Regions from separate parts of the Mus musculus genome. Here region 2 is linked to region 1. A link is a contact called in public Hi-C data. All regions are on one chromosome and are shown on one strand. The core of a region is the stretch at or near the end of the contact, and the rest is flanking DNA. Distances in the headings are between cores, read along the strand shown. Region 1 has its middle 110 kb from the start of Gm26327. Region 2 has its middle 22 kb from the start of Gm34052.

Evidence for each region. Hi-C and Micro-C count contacts between places; a contact is called where the count stands out from the background.
Region 2: a contact with region 1 is called in a Hi-C map of liver, with 2.7 times the contacts expected there. The contact joins two enhancer-like sites. A contact is called at or near these places in 7 of 484 Hi-C or Micro-C datasets (cochlea, embryonic fibroblasts, embryonic stem cells and 3 more).

Annotation. Positions count from the first base shown.
Region 1 is chr7:39,735,419-39,740,019 of GRCm38.p6, reverse strand. It overlaps the pseudogene Gm9230. Among named protein-coding and RNA genes, the nearest start is that of Gm26327, 110 kb to the right of the region's middle. Within about 2 kb of position 2,554, at least 3 of the 459 cell types and tissues checked have an H3K27ac peak or open chromatin away from gene starts, as enhancers often do. A contact at or near this core is called in liver, where this site is marked.
Region 2 is chr7:39,839,286-39,843,836 of GRCm38.p6, reverse strand. No RefSeq gene overlaps it. Among named protein-coding and RNA genes, the nearest start is that of Gm34052, 22 kb to the left of the region's middle. Within about 2 kb of position 1,631, at least 3 of the 459 cell types and tissues checked have an H3K27ac peak or open chromatin away from gene starts, as enhancers often do. A contact at or near this core is called in liver, where this site is marked.

The sequences.
Region 1 (4,601 bases), core at 1,305-3,804:
CCTCACTGTCTAGCGCGACTAAAAGGCCTCCTCACCTTCCAAGGGGCTCCCTCCTCTGCTCTGCAGCAGCCAATCACAAGACCTCTACCTGAATGAATCTCTAAAGGCACTAGGCAGCTTTGTAACTGCCTTGGAGCCTCTCCCAAGTCTTGGACCAAGTAAAAATAAAACTTTTTAACAGGATAAACAAATGCATAAATGCATAAATACATAAATACATAGATAAGAAAGAAAGAAAGAAAGGAAGGAAGGAAGGAAGGAAGGAAGAAAGAAAGAAAGAAAGAAAGAAAGAAAGAAAGAAAGAAAGAAAGAAAGAAAGAAAGAAAGAAAGAAAGAAAGAAAGAAAGCTGCCTTTTCAAAACTCTAATGACAATTTGGTATGCTTTAATCTACTGAGACCATACCTCTTCCAATCACATTATGCTATCTTCTGTAATCTTGTTACTCTGACATCAAATTTAAGATAAAAAATATTTAAGCTACATACCTATAAGAAATAAAATCATTAAGCATCTTTGAGGAACTATTACTTGGGGAAAAAAAGGGGGGGAAAGGGAAAAAAAATCTGTCTGATCTTTGTCTAAAGGGAAAAAGCACTAGAGCCTAGAGATGAGCATTTAATTGTTTTTGCTTTTTTGCACTGGTGAGTCTTTTGGCACTTTTGATAATTTCAAATCAATATTTCTCAAAACCCCAGGGTATTCAGTACATAATAACATTTGAAAGATCTCTTGGCTATGGTGTTCTCAAAACTCTAGGAGGCTGCCTATTATAAAACTCATCTTTGTATTAAGCAATGAATTTGACCATTAAGTGGTACAAGTCAACTTGTTTCATCAGCCTAGCTGCCCAATTTAGCAAAGATTCCATCTCTTCATCATGTAAATGGACAGACAGCTCAAAGTCAGGAACGCTACTGTTTCTTTAATCTGAACATCTTAGACATCTTAAAAAAAAAAAAAAACATGTCACCTCAGTCCTGTGCCTTCCCCTAAGGAGACTAAAGATAAATGTTTTGTTGTTATTGCTGTTGTAAATGTGGGAGCTTTGAATGGTTTTAAGGTATTGTAGTTAAGGTCCTACTGTGGGAGATATGCACATTAAAAAAAAAAAGCCAGATATTTTTTTAAAAAGAGTCTGCAAAATGGTGAAGCCAGGTGGCTTACCTAGCAGCAAAATACAAAATGCTCATGTTCTCTTTGTCTGTAATTTCCCTCAGGCCAGCTGTTTCTTGGGATAAAGCCAGACAGAAGTCTACTATAACAAACAATGTCCAGTCTATGGGGGAACCTGGCTCTAACACTCTGGAGAAGCCAGGGACTTTCCTTCTCATTTTTTTTTTTGTTTTTTTGTTTTGTTTTGTTTTGTCTTTTGCATTTTGTTTTTGTTGTTCCAACCAAACCCATCCCAGTCATAGGCTAGAAGAAGATGGAGTGGACAAGGTGGGGCAACAGTAAGGAGAGGTGACCTTCTAGATCCTTCTGGTTTCTAAAATGAATGCACAAAGTAATCAGAACAAGATAACTGGAGATTCAATCCTTTAGAGAGAGTTCCAATTCATTTGTCCCTTATGGGTGAGGGCATTATTAATTTAGGCAATTAAAAAAAAACTTTGAAAGCAATACCTAGTACTTTTTTTTTTTCTATTAAAACTTGTCCCCAAGAGTGCAGCCCACAGCCTAGGAAAGTGAATATCTATAGCAATTACAATGAAGAAAGGTCATTTTTGAGATGTGCTTGACAAAAGATTGTAATTTTCAACAAGTCATTTTAATGAGAAGCAGGATTTTTGCAAAAAAAAAATAATTAAAAAAAAAGAAGCAGCTAACACTTGAGTGAGTTTGAAATGAATTCAGAACGAGCCTGTCTGCCTGTCACTACCAGGTCCCTCTGTCTCTGCACCTCTAGCCTCCTGAAGAGACACCAAAGCTCCCAGTGGCTAAGCCTGTTCATGAAGCCCCTGAATCTGACTCATGGGGTATTTCTATTCTCTGGCTGATACACTGAACACATGGCACGGGACCTTTCCCACACTCAGAGGAAATGGGGCAGCAGGCTGAGGGTGCAGGGTGAAAATGGGATGGGGCTGGACCCCCAAAGAATCTTGCCCCTCCCCCTCCGCCTTCCATGTTACATGGCATCCCTGGGAGGTCACTTAAGGAACGTTGGGCTACTACAACCATAGTGTCTGGAGGATGCCTTAGCCCCAGCTGACCTTCCTCACCCTGAGAGACTGATTTCCTTGGCCTGGGCATCACTGAATTTATTTTAAGCTCACCAATTATTTTAACAGTAGCTGGAGCTGTGAGCTAGTGTTACCTCTCAGGAAAGAAGGAAGGATTATTAGCAAGATGACAGAGGGAGAAATGCTATGAATAATCAAGAAGTAAGGCTGAGGGATGGGAAACTGAAGTCTGGGGCCTTGCTGCTGGTTTCTGATAGCACTAAATTCTTGAAAGCCATGGCAAATGAAAGAAGTCTGGAGGCACAGGGCTAGCTTGTGTAAGGCTCCAAAGTCCAATTCCCCAGGACTGAAACAAAACAAAAACTCATAGAAGCTTGTGGAACATTGCACATTTCAGTGAGAAGGTCAGAGGCTCTAGAGAAAAGCCAATGCCACCTAGAAAAAGCCCTGTCTACTAAAACTCCCTGAGTCTCCCTTTAGGTGACTAAGGTAGACTCGGGTGACTAACGGTGACTTTACAGCTATGTTTGAGAACCGCCTTCTTCAGTTCCTAGTGTGTCACTCACAGGTCTCACTTACTCAGTGTCTACTTTCCCCAAACCAGCAAGTCATTTTGGAGAGCCATGCTTCACTTACAGATAGATATGTGGGCCTGAGTACCAGAGGTTTTCCAGGAGATCTCTGGCCAGGCCTGGTGTGAGGGTTCCAGGGAAGGGAAGTAAGTGCGGGCAGGGAGGCAAAGCCTCTGCCCTGCCTTCCAGGTCACTCAGTCGGTCACACTGCACTGAGTCTGGTCAGGCTGGGCAGACAATCTAGTGAGGAGTGTGGTGGAACCTCAGGCGACACTTTGGGAGAGCAGATCTCTTCCCAAGTGTTACAGCTCTTGGAACAAAAGACTCAGACGATGGAGTAGTTCTCCCACACCTTTAATTCCCTGGATCGAACTTATAGAGAGTTTTGGGGGTGATTCAGGGTTCGACAGCAGGTACTTCTCATTGGCTTGGACTGAGAGCTTGGGGGAAACCTTATTTGCATGTGGGAAGGCTTGGTGCTGCTCCTACATGACTGATAGCCACACACCTCTCCTGGGGGGGGGGCTGTGGGGGCGGTAATTTCAACAGGAGTCAGGGGCCCAGGAGACATAATCGAACACCTTCTGTCCCATGTAGGTGGAAATCACTACCCATCGGGTCCCCGGGTTTCCAGACCTTTGCTTGACTGGAGACCAGGCTGTCTGTGCACAGCCCACTGCCCCACAAATCCCCCTTTTTCTTTTTATAAGGGAGAGGTGTCACCAGAATAACTGTCTCCTATGTCGGGAGCATTTTAATACTGAACCAAGACCTGATTGGTAGTGATTTTTGCAATGCTACTCATCTGCTGCTTTAGAAACTGTATGAGACAGGGTGCCAAGAGAAACAAGGCTCCAATGGATAGTAGTAGCCAAAGAGGGGAAGAACCTAGGCTACCAAGGGGTTAACTTTCCTTCTGTCTCAGAAAAGGACTCCCCACAGTTCAGTATCCCTGATTGTTCTGAGCCAGTTTTAGAGATCATCCCAGCATGCCACAACCCTGGGGACATCCTACTCTAGGAAGACCCAGATCTCTAACACAACCAGAAAAATAAGAGCTTGTAGATCGGTTTCCTTCCATTTCATCATTCTCTGGGTCAGCCCTTCAACAGATCACAATTCAATATTCTTCTCTCTAGGTGTGGAATAAGACCAGACACAATAGCAGAGTTTGGACCTTAGAGCTGTCAAACTAACATCAAGGGCTTGAACAAGAGATATGAGGGGGAGGAGGTAAGCATCTTGAGGATGCTTGGGGGCTGGTGAGATGGCTCAGCGGGTAAGAGCACTGACTGCTCTTCCGAAGGTCCTGAGTTCAAATCCCAGCAACCACATGGTGGCTCACAATTATTCGTAATGAGATCTGACTGACTCCATCTTCAGGAATGTCCGAAGACAGCTTCAGTGTACTTACATATAATAAATAAATAAATCTTTTTTTTTTAAAAAAGAGGCAAATGGTAGAAGTTTAGAGCTGTACACATCTTTTTCATGGCTAGAGTGTACCTTGTGGTCTGGCCTCTGGGACAGATTTCCATCCTGTAATCAGCCTGAGAACAGATCTTGCTCCAGCTCCATACCTCATTGCCTCTGGTCCTACTGTGTATGTGTTGGGGAGGATAACTGTAAGCTGTGTCTCTAGGAGAGTGGAAGGGAGTACCAGGAACTCAGTAGGCTACTTCAGCCTTATGCTTCTTCCTGTAGCTTGTCAACTCAGACATTCATGTATCCCCATAGAAACAGCTTACTACATTGGCTTAAACTGCTTTATGGGCCTGAAGGCCCCTTAATGCCCACTAAACATTTAGAAATCTTATTTTCCCACTCTCTCTGGGAAAATATTG
Region 2 (4,551 bases), core at 382-2,881, 100 kb before region 1:
CATGTGGCTATGAGGAGGTCAGAGGACATTTTGTTGGCATTTGTTCTCTCCCTCTACCCTGTGAATTCTTGGAAATAAGCATCAGCCATGATGGCTTGTGCCTTTACCCACTGGCTCATCTCTCTGGCCCTTTGTGTGATTTCTCTCCTGAATAGTCTTATGTGGCCCAGCCTGGTTCAAAATTAACTACGTTACCACCAAGGCTGGCCTTGAACTATCAGCGATCTCCTTGCTTTGATCTTCCAAGTGCTGAGACTCTAGGCATGGAACACTATGTCCAATTTCAGATTCATTTTTAGGAACCACCATATGTATTTCCGTAGTGATCAAATTAATTTACATTCCCTGACATTCTCAACTATACTTCTTGCTCTTTTGCTAGACAATCAGTTCAACATGCTCCAAAATATTAGGAATGGGGAAAACATCTGTGTTTCCTGACTTTTGCTGTATTTATTCTTAATCCTGAAACATAGACAAGTTGTGCCTAATACTGAGCCTTGCCTCTCAGCAAACCATTTCAAACAGAACCCTAAACCTCTTTTGTGCTAGGCATCAGTCGGTGATTGCTAACAGGAGGGAGTAAACTGATTCCCTAGGCCCAAATACATAATTTTAAAAGTTTAAATTCACTATTCTAGAAGTTCTGTCCTAAGATGGTGCTAGATCACTGGATTTCACAGTACTCATTGCCTCAAATACACAATTTCAGTTACAATTATATATACATTTATTATAGGTAGTTACAAATATATAAATATATGAATAACTGAAATAGTAATCTCAATTTTCATTAAAAATCCTTCAAGATTATTAATTATAATTTACATTCTAAAATTTAAACCTTCAGAATTTAATTTCTTGTTAATGTACAATTCTTTAATAGAAAGAATACTTAATCACCAAAAGTATTACTCTTAAAACAACTGTCAAGCCTGGGTGAAGTGGAAACATCTAGATTCTTTGGAAAGTCGATTGTGTTACTTGGTGTTTTGCCAAAGCAGACAGGTGAAGGAACATTTAGCTGAAGTAGACACAGATGAAAGGATGTTTCGCTAAGGCAAGCATGTGAAAGGTCGAATGATGAAGGACTCTTCGCTAATGACATGCACCGTATTGGTTCTCCTTACATGCACATTTTTTGAGCTCCATTTGTTGTGACTCCATAGAAAGAAATGCACCCCAAAAACTTTTCATAAGGTTCCTGTGGCTTCTTGCCACTTCTGCAGACTTAGATCAGTTAGCAGAGTGATGTCAGCTGATATAGACTCTCTTGGAATTTTGCTAAGACAGACTCATGTGTTGAGCAAGACACATGATGAGGCTAAGACAGACTCATGTATTGAGGCAAGACCCATGGAGAACATGTGATGTTTGGAGGGAGTATAAATAGGACCTAAGGGACAGTGATAAGGGGCTTGCTTGTTTCTTTATCTTGTGTCTTTCCTAATTTCTGATTTGTTGAGAGAGGCACAGCAAAGAATTTCCCCTGTTATCCTTGCGGGTCCTAATCCCTCCTGCTGAATCCATCCAATTCAGCTAAGAACCAACTCTTTCTGCTAGGTCATGACACTACTGAACTGGACTGCTGATCTATTTGTGAAGTGTCTGTGAGCAGATCAAGCTGCCGCTGCTGACCTATGAACTGAACTACTGATTTCCTGATAATGCAGATGGGGTTTGCTCCAAAGAACAATCTTTAAACAGGTCCATTTCCCCTGTACCTTAATAACCTTCCTTTTCCACTACCTCTGGTGGGTAGTGAGCTAGAAGGGAGGTTCGAGCATGTAAGAACCATTATTAAAATTAGGGTTGAGAAAATTTAAGCCTATACCTAGGGCTAAACCAATAAATTGAGGATGATTTCCAGAAGTGTCCTGAGTCAAGACTCAGAACCGTTAAGTTCTGAAAACTGAAACCAAAATTGTCACAGACGTTAAAGGTGAAGCTGGAGTTGATTTTCAGGCCTCCAGGGTTTGGTTCTACAGAAACTCTCTGGATGGCAGAAACCTAGAAATGTAAAACTGTAAGATGGCAATCACAGCATCTACTCTTTTTTTCAATGCCACCTACTTGTTTATTACCACTGCAATATTTGCACCAAAGTACATAGCAATGATAGCAGGTTTCTTTTGAAAGCTTAGTATTCGATACTAAATATCTCCACCGTTTTGATACTACATTACTGTTGCAGGCAAGAAGATAGATACATATAGTTAGTATAGCAACAGTTACACTTTATTATGCTGAGGGTTATTACACAAAGTTCATACCCTAAATTCCTAACTAAGGTCCTAATCCTATCTCCCCAAAGCTGTTCACCTGATCGACTTAGCTAAAGGTCAGGTCCAGTGTTAGTATTTGATTCAAGGGTCAGGATCCTGAGGGAGACTCTTCAACCGCAAGGCAGATCAAGGTGACGTCTCTCCAGATGTGCAGAGACGAGCATTGCTCTTGGTGTCTGCTAATATACCATCCAGTGAGTGTCATAGGGTTCTAGGGCTGTGTCTGGTTATCCTGAGTGAGTGATGTCACTGAGTCCGGTTATTAGATGCAGCCTTGGGTGTGGTGGGGATCCTGACTAAGCTATTTTTACATGTCTAAAAGACTCTTTTCTTTACTATGCTCATTACAATTATTCTTCCAAGAAGAAAGTTTTAAAACTCAAGCTACTTCAAGCTGAGATGCACTTCCATGGTTAGCTGGGCTACAATCAAGGTGATAGGTTTTTTTGTTGGTTGGTTGGTTTGAGGGTTTGTTTGTTTGTTTGTTTGTTTGTTTGTTTGTTTTCCTGCCATATATAAGCAGGTCTAGGCCCTAGAAAGGTGGGACCAAGGTATGATTGTTTTGTTTTGTCTTATTTTAAGATCTCCACAGGTTAGTCAGCATTTACTCTTAACAGCTGTAGCAGAGAGACTACAGAAATGCAAGGCAGCTGTGTGATCCACCCAGAACACCTACTCGTGTTAAACAGGGTTGAAGAGGGGTTTTTTGTTTTGTTTTGTTTTTGTTTTCTGGTGGCAAGCACTAAATCCCTGGACTGCAACTCTAGCTCTTAATATTTTGGAGACAGGATCGTGCTGTGCACCCTAGGCTGACCTTGAACTTTGGATACACCGCCTCCATCTTCCAAGTGCTGGGTTTACAGGTGTCTGCTGCCATACATGGCTAATATCGTCTTGTGTTAATGAAAGGATTTGTTTCCCTTGACATTTAATTGCAAAATACAACATTAAATATTATGAAGTATCAATAGTAATAAGTGTTATTAGAAATCCAAATGATATGCCACAAGTATGAGGCAATTACTGTCTGGAGCTCCTTACCACTAACCTTTCCTTTCTACCTATCCCGTGGGTCTTTATATCTCATCCCTCCCCTGATTATATATCTCTTTGCAAAGTGTATACTCCACGGCATTAGTGTAACTCTGACAGTCTCGACTCTTCTTGTGCATAAACTGCATCCCGAATCACATCAGAATCCTCCCAGGGCAAGATCCCTTGGTAGCCAGCCTGTCCCATCTCCCACAGCACATCACTCACTGCTGGCCTGTTGTGATAATCCTGCCCAAATCTATTTTGCTAGGATACCAACCTAAGTTGAAAGAGTGCGTGTGCGGGGAGGAGCTTAAGAAACCCCTCCTGAGGACCAGTGGTCACTAGGTCTGTAGGATTCTGTCTGAGATCATTTCTAGTTTAACTTACAGCAGACTATAGAATGAGCAGTAATTTTTTTTTCTTTCTATTTTTTATTTTGGAGATTATAGTATAATTACAACATTTCTTCTTTTCCTTTTTTCCCTCCAAACTCTTCCAAATAATCACTCAACCTTCTGCCCCCCTCACAGTCCCTCCCCCATCCCCCTAACTCCCACCCCCTCCTTCCCTTCTCCTCTGAGAGGGTAGAGGATTCCCCTGAGTCTCCCCCCACCCTGGCACCTCAAGTTCCTGCTGGGTGAGGTGCATCTTCTCCCACTGAGCTAGGGGAATGTATTCCACAGACAGGCAACAGCCTTAGGTACAGCCCTCAACTCCAGTTGTTGGGGAACCCACATGAAAACAGAGCTGCACATCGAGCAGTAACTTTAAAAAAAAAAAAAGTAAATTTTATGTGTATTTATTTGCCTGCATATGTGGACCTGAATGTGTGCCTAACTCCTATAGTGATCAGTGTGAGAGACCAAACCATAGGAAACTAGGTCCCACCCTAAAGAGCCGGCTGACCCTTTGAAGGGAATTATGTCACCCCCTCCTTCATTGCCTCCACCTGGCGCCTGAGACTGCCAGCTTCACTCCCTTCTTCACTTGGCGCCTAGAACTGCTTAGATTAAGGCAGCTTTACCTCCTCCTCCATGTCTCCATTTGGTGCCTGGGACTGTTTATGGCACTCCAAGATAGCTACAAGATGTTTGATGGCTTCCTGGGACTGTGAGGTCAGGGCTGGCACCCCAAGATAAACTGCAGAATGTTTGAAGGCCGCCCGGGACAGTTTTAGGGCCGATATTCCAGGATAAGTTGCAAGAAGCCTGTAATCAGCATTCGCCCCAGA